2 separate regions of the Anas platyrhynchos genome follow, and region 1 is linked to region 2. Evidence: chromatin contacts called from public Hi-C data. All regions are on one chromosome and are shown on one strand. The core of a region is the stretch at or near the end of the contact, and the rest is flanking DNA. Distances in the headings are between cores, read along the strand shown.

What was found. Hi-C and Micro-C count contacts between places; a contact is called where the count stands out from the background.
Region 1: a contact with region 2 is called in a Hi-C map of liver, with 3 times the contacts expected there. The contact joins the enhancer-like site here to the promoter of VAV2 in region 2. A contact is called at or near these places in 2 of 8 Hi-C or Micro-C datasets (liver and skeletal muscle).

What each region holds. Positions count from the first base shown.
Region 1 is chr18:8,939,637-8,946,422 of IASCAAS_PekinDuck_T2T, reverse strand. All of the region lies in intron 2 of VAV2 (vav guanine nucleotide exchange factor 2), which reads right to left. Among named protein-coding and RNA genes, the nearest start is that of VAV2, 40 kb to the right of the region's middle. Within about 2 kb of position 4,547, at least 2 of the 8 cell types and tissues checked have an H3K27ac peak or open chromatin away from gene starts, as enhancers often do.
Region 2 is chr18:8,901,567-8,908,520 of IASCAAS_PekinDuck_T2T, reverse strand. VAV2 (vav guanine nucleotide exchange factor 2) reads right to left here and starts at 5,099. Exons shown (of 28, transcript XM_027471053.3): 1 at 4,333-5,099. The coding sequence starts at 4,536. It overlaps LOC110351613 (a long non-coding RNA gene), which reads right to left. Exons shown (of 2, transcript XR_003500981.3): 2 at 5,518-5,890.

The DNA of each region.
Region 1 (6,786 bases), core at 3,298-5,797, 38 kb before region 2:
GGAAAAAAGATCCATATACGTATCTTGTATCTGTTATCTCTCTCTGCCAGTCCTCCGACCAGCTTTGCTGAACACGCAGGTAATCCAGAGAGCTGAATTACACCGGTTCCCCTAATGAGCACTGCCGGGTAACGTCTCCTACCTGCCCTTTCTTTTAGCAGGGTCACTCATATTTATAGCCGTGCTTCATGTTTCCTTAAGTGTGCCCTTGTTGTGGCATTTGCTTGTTTATGTTTCAGAAGAAAACAAGGTTAAAAAAAAAAAGGGGGGGGGGATTTAATGCAGCTTGGAATAGAAATGAGCAAAACCACAAAAGTCTAAAGATCTGCTCGTCCTTCAGACAGCTCGCACTACCAGGAACTCACTACCGCTTGTTTTAATCGATCGCTGCCTCTTTACAAACCTCTTTGTGGCGAGGCAGAGCTGGAGAAGTGTCTGGGAGGAGCGAAGGGCCTGACATGAGATGTGCTCCGGCCGTTTTACACGGCTCCAGGAGTCCTCGTGCAGCACCAGGTGCCAGCAGCAGCGGGAGGATGCTTCCACTGCACGCCCCCCGACAGCCTTGGTGCAGCCACAAGAGCCTTCACCTTCTCCATCAGTACCACCTGCAGCCCTCAGCACCACCTCCAGGGCTTCCAGCACTGCCCTTCCCCTGAATTTTGGAGGCCTTTGCCGTGGTGGCAGCACACCCAACCCAAGCATCCCTGGCCACCGACTGACCCTGCTGCGTCCCCAGGTGTTTCCTCCTTAGCTTAGAGCAGGGCAGGTTTCCTCAGCCTTCCCTCTCGTGTTTCTAATCCTTCCCAATCAGGGTTAAAGCTGACCAGCACAATAATGCGGTGGAGGTTCAGGCTCTGTTGCTCCTCTGAAGGATAACTGCTCCTCCGCCAGCCGTCGGCCAAGTCGAGGCACATTACGAGCAGTCAGGAGGTGTGCCAATGCTCCGGCGAGGGACAATTACACCACTTTATGTGCCAGAAAACGGCTATAGCTGCTTGGAGAGGCTGCCCACAGCACCCAAGCAGGTCCTTTCAGAGGACCGTGGGGACCTGGCTGCCACCACACCTCCAGCAGGTCCCACGCAGGGATGTGCGGGGGCTGCCAGAGGGGCAGAGCTGCTGGGATGAGCTTGGGTTCCCCACCAGTTTAGCTCCTCAGACAAAGCCAGTTAGGGTCCAGACAAATGCTTCTCCAGCCTGTAGCCTACCCTGCATGGAGAACTCCTGGCCAGTTTTGTGAAGATGCTAACAATAAAGATTTTATGGCAGCCAAAGACATGAGTGCTTGAGGCCAGCACCCTGCTCGGGGCAGCCCAGCTGCAGATCTTTTCCATGGGGGCCCCAGGGAGAAGAATGTCTCCAACCCATCCCTCCTCTCCTCCCCAGGACCTGCTGGCCCAGCTCCATGCTGCAAACACAGGGGCGAGGGAAACCCAGACAGAAGCAACCCGTAATTTTACAGCCCCAGTCTGCTGCACGGACCCACCGCAAGCGCTCAGGAATCAGGACATGGTCCAAGGCTGCCCGCTCCCTAACATTACAGAAAGAACCACCTCCTCGGCATTCTCCATAAAGCCTCAGTCCCAGGAACCTCGCAATTACTTGCTAACTGAGCTTTCAGTTTTATTTTTAAGTTTTTAGCCCCTCAAAACTGCAGAAAAAAGCCCAAAGCATTATTCAAGCGCTCCCTGCTCGCTTAAAAAACAAAAACCCTCTAGAAATAATGGGGTTAAGAGCCTGCTGCACACCCCTACACCAAGCCAGGGCACAGGAGGTCCAGACAGAGCCAGCAAGCCCCTACCTCAAGGGACAGTTAAAGCAGAGGACACGGCCAAAGTGCCACCCACAAACATCCCCACTCCACCCAGGGTTCAGAGCTCGACCTCCCCAAAAACCTCAGCCCCACACCCCTGTGTCACCAGCTGAGCTTCTGGGCCCGGCGCCACCCACCCGTAGCCACCCTGGCAAGGCTCTGGCCTCTCTCCGGGTGTCCCAGTTTACCCAGTAAACCCTTGCACTACCACACCGAGGCAGGGGTGTGTGCACGGCCAAAAAGCCATCCCCAAAAGTGACATTTTGCAGCCAGCCTGCTGGAGGAGAAGCAGGGCTGGGAAAACACCCCAAGAGGAGCTTCAACACAAGTATTAACCCCTCATCATCCCCCCCCCCAGTCCTCCCAGTTCTCCCCAGTGAAGGCGATGGCCTGCGTGTCCTGGTTTGCCCGGGAAGGTCGGAGAGGGCCCGAGCCCAGCAGGCGCTGAGCAGCCAGCGCTAACGGCGAGGCTGCAGCACGGGGCCACTTCATCAATGCGCAAATGGAATTTGCCAGGAGGCATTTTAAGAGTCAATTCTTCACACTCCAGTAATTAGAACAATGTTATGAAAAAAGGCAAGGGGGCGGGCGGGAGGCAGCACACACTGGGGTTTGGCCGGTGGAGGAAGCGGGCTGAGCAAACAGAGCGAAGCGAGGCCCCTGGGCAAGGGCCCTTCACATGGCTCCCCGCGGGCTGGAGTTAAGCCAGCCGTTTATCTACTTCCCAACTGCAGCTTTTTCTACGCCTGCATGTTTTTTAAAGCAAGTTTTGTACTTAGATCAAACGTGGGCTGCTGTTCCTGACCCAGCTTTCTTCTTTACCTCGAAAACACCACCACGGGCAATGGCTTTTCCCGACACATTCAGTTCAAGGTCCTACCACAGGATCGCCTGGTGACTGATAAATCTTTGTGCATGACCTAAGACATCAGAAACATCTAACCCCAGTGATGGTTTGCTCTCAAAATTAGATTCCCTCGGAGAAGCTGTTACATAAGGTCTCCAAAATCAGAAGAGTGGTTGTGTTAGCTGGAAATGCTGGATGGGAACTTAAAGCATCTCCCACACTGGGATCAACCATCCCAACTGAAAAATGAAACAAACCCAAACAAACCCACATGCTGGTGGATCTGCCTCTAACATCTGAGGATCTGGTGGGCTCCATTTGCTGCTGCTCCCCAGGGTCCCACATCATGCGCCCATACACAGAGCCCTCGCAGCCAACTTGGCCACGTTAGTTCCAGAAGCCAGAAGTTTTGTTTGTTTGTTTTAATTTACTGCGCAAGTCTAGCATCTGAAAAGGCTGCTTTCCAGCAGGATTACTGTGTGGTGTTCAGGACACACCGCCACTCTACAATGGTCATTCAGACTCACAGGGAAGTGGGACCCGGGCAGTTCAGTTCCCATCTGCAACAAGCTGTGATCTCAGCTCTGCTGAGAGCACAGAGCTCCTTTTGATAAATCACCACGTACACAGACTACAGCACCATTTCAGCATGAGAGAAATATATTCAGTTTTTCCAATAATCTTTGCAGTCCGCTGTAAAGGCCGGGTTTCTCTTCCCCGCTGCAGAGCTGCACCCACCAGACTCAGGCACGCTTTGGGACCCAAGTCCTCTGCCTCGCACCCTGTGTCTCCAAGAACTTCTTGCACATAAGTGCTCCAGCACTGTCTTTGCTGACTTTGTCTTTGCATGCACCCAGAGGAGGCTGAAGAGCCAGAGGAACACCCCCAGTGTCACACTTATGCTCAGGAGCCTCCTGGGATCCCCACCTCTGCACACCAGTAGCACCAGCACCAAGGGGTCTGCTTACTGGGAGAGGGCTTTTCTCATTTTTTTCCCCTTAAGACAACCCTGTTTTCTTTGTCAAAACACCTCTTTTAAGTCTGGTCTCTCTAGAGGTGTATTTTAAGTTAGATGCACAAAGTGAGACAAGAGCACACCTTTATCTGCACGATATTCATTATTCTCTGTGGGACATTCATTGCATCCTCAAGGACCATACAATGCAAATATCTGTGTGACTGTCTCCCTGCCCATATGAGTAATTTACCTGTCTTCAACAAGATGCTCTTAAAGGCTGGGTACTGCACCAGGCCGGGGCCCACAGCTGCTGGGTCTCCATCGCTGCCCCCCTGCTACCACTCTGCAGGGCCTGGGCAAAACTGCTGCTTCTTGGGCCACATCTGCACCAACTCAGAACCCAGATATTATACGAGTTCTCCTCACTGCTGAGCCCCTTTGTGGCTCCTTTTAAGCTAGACACGTTCTCCAGAGCTGCCTGAAGTCGGGGAGATCCCGAAGGTGGCAAACACAGGAGATGGAGACGAGCTCTGCCACCCAGCAGAGGCCGAAGAGAAGCTGCTGGACACCAGCAGCTGGCATCAGCAGTGAGGCACCAAGATGAAGCCTTGCCCTAGGATTAGGGAGGGAAGCACCACTCCCAAAGTCCCAGAAGAACATACACCCTGCTGGCTCCGATCTGCCTTACTCCCAGCCCATTTGCATTTAGCTCCTTCCCCTGAACCACCTTTTTCAAAACTTCAGTAACAGGCTGTGAAATCCCCACCATCTGTTAGCCAGGGGAAAAGCTCCACCGCAGCTCAATCAGCCTCTCCCACACAAGCCTTATTCATTAGGAGGAATGACTGCAAACATTTACCAAGTCCGTGCTGGCTCAGAAATTCCTGAAGTTACTAACAACAGGCTTGGGATAGGGAACTTTGACAAACGCCCCTAAACAGAGCGTGCCCACGTCGTTAGCTTTACCCAGGGTGCATTAAGGCTGCTTTCTTGCTACCGTGATTATGCTTTAATATGTAATTAGTAGGAAGAAAATGATGTTGAAGAGGAGAATGCCTCACTTACACACACGCCATTAAGACTGAGAGTATAAATGAGCGAGCTGCGGCATCGCCATCTGAGGCTCATTAACTCGATCTGCAAAGCATCGGGGGCTGGCAAGCACTGCTGTCCGGCTGCAGGTACAGCAAAAAAACTGCACATCGACACTGGTGGCAGGCACCGTGCCTCCCCTCCTCTTCCTCGCCTAGCTCAAAGCCTGGCAAAGTCGGGGAGGGCTGGGAAATGCAGAGGCACTTGTCCCCAGGAGACACACAGCAGGAAAATAATAGTTTGAAATGTCACACAGCCCACGCAGGTGGCTTTCACATGTCTCCGTGATCCTGGCTTCACCTGCGATGCTCAGGGAAACTATTTAAAACCCATTCAAAGGGAATTCTTCCCTGCCAGCACTGTAGATCCAAGCCACCTGATGCCGTGTCAGTGCCCTGATGCGCCCAGTGCAGCCCCTACAGGTCTGGGACACCCATCACCAAGCTCTCCAGCCCCCCCAGCTCCACACACCCAGCCAGAGAGGGCAGGGGGATCACCCGGAGGAATCCTGAAAGTACAGGATTTGAAGGCAGTTTTGAAGAAATAACTCATTTCTGAAGGAAAAGGGGAAAAAAAAAGTCTGGAAGCGCTCCAAGAACAAACAAGCAGCCCATTTTGAAAGAGTGGAACAAAACAGTCTGAGATGCCTTTTTTTTTCTTTTTTTTTTTTCTTTTTTTTTTTTTTAAATTCTCTCGAACAAGGCGGGGATGGAAAGGAGAAACCTCATCGCCAGCAAGCTGTGGCACGAGGGCAGCCCCCGTGCATGGAGCTGCTCCATGCCAGCAGCAGCACCCCCTAAGTCAGCCTCAAGAAAATGAAGCCTCTTGAATCAGGAGATGGCAGGAGACCTGGGTGTTAATAGCAAACCTCACCGAAACCATGCCCTGCTGAGGAGCCGAGGTTTCAACACAGGATTTTTCTGCCCCCACTTTGAGCAATGTTTATTTGCCGTGAAACATTAACGTTTTGCTTCGATATGTGACTGTCCGAATGCCAAGTGTGGATGCAGGAGGAGGCTGACCTGGCCAAATCAGGTCCCCCCCTCCCTGTGCGCCCCAGCCCTGGCCCCTTCTGCCAGGATGAGCCGGGGAATGGGCACCAGGCACCCCGGCTCCATCCCAGCATCAGGGTGCCTGTTTTGGGGCACGATGCTTTGATATGCTAACTTGTACCCGCCCTCCTTTGCCCCAGGAGGAATCGGTTTGCTGCAGAAGCTTTTTGTCCTCCCCTTTTTCTTTAATCTGTTTCACAGGGAAGATGCCGAGCAGAATTACCCTGAGCACGGGGGTTTGTGAAGTTCGGTCATGGCAGTGCTTTCAGGCTGAGAGTTTCGCTTTTTGCACGTTCTGCTAAAACATGGCTACACCCACACGTTAATCTGTTTCAAGAAATGTTAATTATTCTTCATAACCGAAGCATTTGGCCTTGAGACAGTTTCATTATCAGACGCTGAAACTCAGAGGCTAGGAAATCTGGGGAAGATTTTAATGAAGAAACAGAAGATCCCTGGCTCGTTACAGAATAAAACCCTCCTTTTATTCCGAGACTGCTTTAAATGACATTACACGGGATGTATTTCCTTCCTTTCCCAAAGCACAAGCACGCTGAACGGTTGAGCTCAAGTGATGCCAGATGCACTAATGGAGCGCTGAAGGACTGACTCTGCCTGTTGACACCTTTCAGTTGTGATGACCACGGCCAAATCGTTAAGTCACAAATGGCCAGTGATGTAATAATAATAATAAAAAAAAAAAAAAAAAAGTCTTGTGGGGTTCTAAAGCAGCCAGGCATTTTTCAAACAACAGACAAAAGCTGCAGGGTCACAGAAAAGAGACAAACTGCACCCCATCCCTTTTTGAGGGCACAGACGGGTGAATGTTTTACTGCTCTCAGGTTTTTCAAAGAAACAAATATCCCCATCCCCCAATCTTTTCTAATATGAGGACAAGAAGAACTCAGCCAAATCACAGAAGCGCAGGAAGATCAGTTTTGTACACGGTAAGGACACGTGTTTACCCACGTCCTGATCGATACCTCCGGCCCCCTGCACATTACAACACTTCGGCTGTAGTTTGA
Region 2 (6,954 bases), core at 3,850-6,349:
GTCCCAGAGCCTCGTGGCTAATTGCTGGTGCCCCGTGCACCAACACACCATCCCCGTACACCTGGGGGAAGCAGTTGCTACAAGCCACCTGCTCCCCCTTGTCGTGGCAAATGAAGGCCCACATCATCAATAAACGGGACTCGGATAGCAAATTATTCCCATCCTCTGGAAAACAAACCGGCCTGGATGCCTCTGACAGCTCGGGCAGGTGCACGGTGTCGGGGGAGGCAGTTGGATGTGTCCTTCCCTAATGACAGCAAAACAGAGCAGTGGGCAGCCAAGTCATCACGCCAATTAATGTCTGCTGTGTCTCATCAGTCTCAGGAGCCCTAATAAAACCTCCGGGCACTGCAGACCAAGATGGATTATCCACAGAGAGATGTCAATATGCAACAACAACAACCACCAATTCTTAATGAGCTGACCATTACCGCCAGCTTGACATCTCCACGCACACAAATGGGCACATCAAATATATAGGGTTGCTTCATTTCAAGTATCTGGGAGATATTTAAGTGTCCAGGACAACCTCAAATGAAAGGCAAACGCAACATACTAAGGAGAGCCTTCACCTTACAGCAAGCTGCATGATCAGACCCTAGAAGGGCCCAGCTGCTTTGGTTGAAGTATGAACTTCCACCAGCCTAAATACACATCGGGGTGTCAGCATCACAGCTGGTAGCATTGCCACAAGGTGCTCAGACAGCCAAGGAAGCTGGTTGGAGCTGCAAAGACACCTGGAGGAGCTGGTCCAGCCCTGGCAGGGTCTCTCTGCCCATGCCCCCACCTGCCCGGAGCAGCCTGCAGCAGGGCTTCCCCACCAGTGTCCTTGGCCCTCGTAGGGAGGATCAATTTTATCCGAGGAAAACAAAAGCAGCCTCGCCCAAACACGCAATAAAAAACCCTGCTGAATGCAAGTGAAGAGCCATTTAATTTGTATTTGACCGGAGACTTCACAAAATGATGATTCAGAGCTGATTATTGATGGGGATCTGCAGCTCGGAGCTCCCCACCCTGTTCATGGGACACGAGCATGGCTGAACCTCGGGGTGCCAGAGGGGAAGGGGGAGAGGAGCAGGGCTCTGGGAACATAGGGATGGGGACTGAGGGTTTGAGGGGTGCTACATCTGTTCTCCTTTGTGAATGCGAGGCCTCGCATCGCTCCCAGCTGGCTGAGAAGGCAGGTCAAATTACCCCCGAACCCGATCCCAGGAACAGACATACCGATCAATAAGTACCGAGGGCAAGCACACCAGCCCGCTCCCCGCCTCGCCACAAACAGCTTCCATGGCTAAAGCAATTAGCAGAAATGAAGTTTTACTCCAGGCTCATCAGAAGTGGCCTCACACCCACCGGCTCTCCGAACTGAGCTGGGTTTTATCGCTGCTCTTCCTGCCCATCCCAGTGAAGGTTCAACAACTTTGGGCTGGCAGCACTCATCCTGCCCTGCCGAGACAACGTCTCCTGCCTCTGGAATCAAGCAAAAAGCAAACCTGAGGTTGCAGCCTGCTGGAGTTATTCATTAAACCCAAGGAGCTAAATCTACGAGTTAAACGAACGTAGCCTAGCATCAAGGAGCAAAGCACTGCTGTGCCCCGGCCTGAGCACCACAGCAGCATGGTGCACACATACAGCAAGGCTTCAGGAGGAAGGGGACACCAGGGCAACCCCACACAGCAGGGAAGCAAACCCCTGCAGCCTGCTCCTTGCCGGCCTCGCCGTGCTGCACAGCCAGAGCCACGCTGCGACCACACCACCTCTGATGGCTGAGAGTGAAAATAAGAGCCCTACAAATCAGTGCGGAGTGGGGAAGAATAGAAAACACACGACAGTGTCTGGGTCTTGGAGCAATTCTTTGCAGAGATGAGATTTCACCTCTGGCCTTTGAAGTGATGCTCGCCTCCTGCAGAAAGCTGTTTCTCATTACACACCTGCACAACCCCATTTAATTCACTCGGAAAGGTGGACGACAGAACAGCGCTGGGGGTTTCGAGTCTAGCACAAGTGTCTTGTCCCCTGGCATTTCCAGTGAATTAAAAAATAAAAAAATCTCTTCTGCAGCCAGGCAAACAGCTGGTTAGCCAGCCCAGCCAGTCAGGCAAAATGTGCCTTCATAATCAAAAACAACCTCTGAAGTTTCAAGGCACACTCTGTCTTGCACATCCCAGCCCCCGTGTCTGAACACATTGCAGCTGGTTTGACAAAAATCAGCTCCTGCCTTTTTTTTTTTTTTTTTTTTTTTTTTTTTTTTTTGAGATTCAGCCCAGAGAAACCCAACCCCGTGCTGGTGGCTGCAGGGGGGCACCGAGGGCTGTGCCCAACCCCTAGGCAGGGCTCAGCACCCTCCTGTCCCCCCCCCCACAGGGCTGCAAACACAGGGCAAAGAGCAGGGAGATGCTCTGCCTTTAGCTGCCCTGGGGGAGAATTCACAGCTTCCCAGCTTCAGGAACCGGGAGAGAAACATCAAGTGCCTAAGAGCACACGTGAAGGCTCGGGTCTAGGTGGATCAGCACGAGCTGAACCTTGCCCTAGCAGCCACTTCTCCACTGCTCTCCTTGCCTGACCACAAACGGGCTGCCCAAAGCCATCCGACCCCCCGAGCTCACTTCATGCTCTTCCTAAAGCCTGCAAGGCAGCTGGTGGTGCAGCAGAAAGCGATTTCAGCAACAGCTGGGCTGTAAACCCTCACCTCCAACAAGCAGCACCTGCGTCGGCAGCACGAGGCTCCTGCCACGGGGGCTGCAATCTAGGGCAGCTCCCCATCCTTAAACCCCTGCCTATTTCCCCACGGGGCAAACATTAAACTGAAGTTGGGTTGTAGGACTCTGATGTGCCAGTCCCTGCACAAGTGCAGCTCCAGCGAGATGATTTACGGTCGGTAACATCAGCAGAAGGCAGTTTGATGGGTTTACAGCCTGGCGAGCCCAGAGGAAGCCCCACAGCACTGTTCCACCCCGGGAAGAGCCCTCGGTGCGTGCTGCTTCCCCATCACCAGCAGGTCCACGTGCCAGCAGGAGCACTCACAGACAGAGCTGCCCTTTCACCTGCATGGTTGGGGTTTTCCACCCTGGCTGGCTGTGGGATCAAGGTCTCCATTTCAGCTGCTCCTGTGCACGCAGCAGAACACGCTTTGGGCCCCAAAACACGGCTCAGTTTGGCGCCCAGCACCCCGCAGGCGAGCTGTCCTCAGCCACAGCAGCTCCCCCAGCGCACGTGGCCGTGCTTTGCTGGCTGGGGAGCCACGAGGGCCACAAACCCACTGTTACCCTGAACAAAACTCTGAAAAAAAAAAAAAAAACAGGGAAAGGCGCTTGCATGGCAGCGTGCTTGCACAGCACACAGCAGAACTCCAGATAACGTTACGTTATTTATCTGTGAATGCTTTGACACCCAGATTCTCACATGCCCTCGTGACCAGGAAATTTCCCCTCCCTTTTTACCAAGCTCTGGGCTGTTCAAACAGGACAGCAGCTTCCCAGCTGCCCATGGGCACGGCAGCTGCGGGGCCGGGGACGCACGGCCAGGTTTTGTTGGTTTCTCATCGATTTTCATTTCCCGATTTCCACGCAAATGCCGTGCGGCTCAGCACGCGGGAACACGGAGAGCTGCAAACCAGCCAGGCAGAGCCAATCTGGTGTTCAAGCATCCTTCCACCAAAACAATCCCAGATGGAAACACGCCCAGGGAGGGAACCCTAAAGCCTTAGGGTCACCCGACCCCAAATCCTGGTGGTGGGCAGCGCTGAGCCCAGCCCTACAGCACCATGCCCCCAGGTCCGGGGCAGGCTGGCAGAGCTCCTGGGGAGTGTTTTCTTCTCGTTTTTGATCTTTCTGGGCAAACTTTTGCCCCTCGGGCCAGCAACCCTGCCAGGACAGCGCTCAGAGCACCGCTCCTGCAGCGCATCAAAGCCGAACATAAGCCTCGAGAAAAGCCCTGGAAGTAACCACGCCAGCCTCATCCCGGCCGTGCTGGCTGCTTTTGTTTCGAGAGGGCTATAAATATGGGGGGGGGGGCACACACAGACTGCCTTCTTCCCCCGGGGCGGTTTCTCCCCCCCCCAGCCCCCTTGTGCAGCCGCTGCCGGCTTCCCAGCCCTGAGCCCCGGTGCTGGGGCTGAGCCTCGGGGTACGGGTTTGGAGCTAAAATAGGGGGGTTGGGGGCTAAGGGCAGCCGGGGGGGCTGGAAAAAAAGCTCTACACACACACACACACACCTATCCACGCCCGCACTCACTCATCCCACGAAGTTTTGCAAGAACAACACAAAGAGCCCTATACGCATACCACCACCCCCCCAAAAAAAAATAATAAAAAATAAAAATCCAATGAATACCTGGGACATCTGGGGCCTGAAGTTGATGTCCTTGAGGTCGATGGAGCCGGGGGAGAGGTTGTGGAGCAGCTGGCACAGCAGCACCCCGTCCCGCAGCGCCTGCGCCAGGTCGAAGACCACCGCCGAGGGCCAGACCACCCGGTGGTTGGGGGGCAAAACTTTGCAGTCGATGAGCCAGCGGCCGCACTGCCTCCACTCCTCCATGGCCACGACCTTCCTCCTCCTCCTCCTCCTCTTCCTCCTCCTCCCTGCTCAGGGGCAGCGGGCGGCTGCCGCCGCGCTACCGCCCCGCTCCATCGCCGCTCACCGCCCGGGGAAGCATCGGCGGGGAGGAGGAGGAGGAGGAGGAGGAAGGAGGAGGAAGGGGAGGAGGGGGACGGCGCCGAGTTTTCCGGCGGAGGGCTGCCCCTGCCCCCGCTGCGGCCCCACCGCCGGGGCTAGGCGCGCCGCATCGGCCCGGGAACAAAGGGGCCACCCCCGCGCAACTTCGTGTCCCCCCTCCCCGGCCCGGGGAAACTTGCTCCTGCCGCTGCTGCTTTTGCTGCTTTTGCTCCTTTTGCTCCTGCTTTTGCTCCTCCTGCAGCCGCTGCTCCTGCTCCCGAAGCTGCTCCTGCTCCCGAAGCTGCTCTCGCTCCTGGTGCTGCTCCTGCTTTTGCTCCTGCCCCCGCCCCACCTGCACAGCCGCGGAGCTGGCGCTGGGGACGCCCCCGCTGCCGTCGCGGGTGGGAATTTGCTGCCCCCCCCCTCCCCTCACCACCACCACCACCCCCGGGCCGAAGCCCCCGCCCCGCCGGGAGGAGCTCCCGGCCCGCCCCCGCCGCCCCTTTGTCTGCGGGAGCGCTGCACGCCTCCTTTCCTTCCCTTTTATTTTTTTTTTTATTTTCCCCTTTATTTTCTCTCTTTGCACCCCCCCCCGCTCCCTCCTCCTGCAGCTCCCCGCTCCCCGTCCTGCTGCGGACCCCCCCCAGCCGCCCGCTGCTCCGCTCCCCCCCGGCCCCCGTTCGCATTTGGGGTCCCCAAGACCCCCCCCCAGCAGCCTCCCGGCCCTCCCCCGAGCAGCCGCTGCTTTGTCTGGCTCCACGCTCCCCCTCTCCGGCTCGTGTTTGGGCTGCAAATACTGCAGGGGAGATGTTTAACCCAAACAAGCGATCGTGTTCCTTGACTTTCAAACACGAAGACAACTCCTATAATTAATTACCAGCGTATTTATTGCAAACCTCAACTCTTGGCCATTAACTCCTTGGCAGCAAACTCCTGAAAATCTCTAATTTTCCCTCGGTGGCTCCCATCCAAATCAGCACACTTCAGAGCAGCCTCTTTTCAAATCTGGTCTGAGTTTTCTTTGGAGATCCTCTCCCAAGAGTTTGTCAATTAATTTTCGTCCTGGCTTTCCAGATAGCCAACACCGGAAGCCGAGGCTGGGACGAAGGGAAGCTATTAACCTGGATGTCAAACAAATGCAACGCTAATCTCTTCCAAATGTAGCCAAGTGGAGATAAAGAAGAAAGAGCAACTCTGCTGGCATGACCCTTCGCTTCCAGGATGGGAAGGAAGATCCCTGTAAAGAATGAAAAACAATTGTTTGATATTCCAAGGACAGTTTGGAGAAGCTTTTTTATTTTTTTATTTATTTTTTTTCAAATAGCACGGGAAGTGCTTCTTTTAGCCTGATGTGCTGGCGCTCGATCTGCCCCCGGTCTGGCTGCGTGCGGTGCCTGGTGCGCCTCTGGCAGGGCAGGATGGGTGCGAGTATAAACGGAGAGGGAACAGCATCCCTGTGCCCCGGCCTCGCAATCAGAGCTGTGCCCTGCCCTGGGTGTACTGGGGAGCATGCTGATCCGCAGCTCCCCGTACCCTGCGGAGGTGATTTCTCTCCATAACTTTCTCATTCCTGAAGTTCACCATTAAGCCTCTCTGCCTGGGCTCCAGCAGCACCCAGTGGGCAGGAGTCACGCAGCCATTGAAAGGCGTGGAGTCCTGCCAGGGATAATTTTGGGTCACTGAGCCCTAGTCTGCCCTGTGAGATCAGGTCTGTAGGTAGAGGGCTACAGAGGAGTTTATTATATGCGTATAATTAAAGCTGCTTGCTATGGCCTGGCTTTTTTTACTGCATAATAAAACCCCTGCTTGGCCCCCGGACACTTAGGACCGATCGCCGCAGCTGCAAAGCCAGCATCTGCGTGGGAGGTGCTGAAGCAAGGACGCTTCTCACCCACCTCTGCAGCAGGAAAAACAGCTGATAGCAGGGATTTCTGAGAGGGGAAACAACTGGAAGGCAAGGCTCGGCGACGAGCGTGCAGCCAGCACGCACTCTTGTGGGCTGCGAGCTGCAGATCATACAAACGTCCTGAACCCGGGAGTATGGGACAAGCAAAGAGGATCTGGGAACTGCTTCCAGTGTGAACCTAAAGCTGAAAGGGGGATTGGACAAATGAAAGGAGGACGGGGTGGGTTTTGTGCTCCCCTCTCCTGCCCCTTGGCACTGCTGGGAATGACAGGGAATGATGGACAGCCAAGGAATGACAGACAGCCTGGGAATGAGAGACAGGCAGGGAACGAGAGACAGCCAGGGAATGACAGGCAGCCAGGGAACGACAGACAGCCAGGGAACGAAGGACAGGA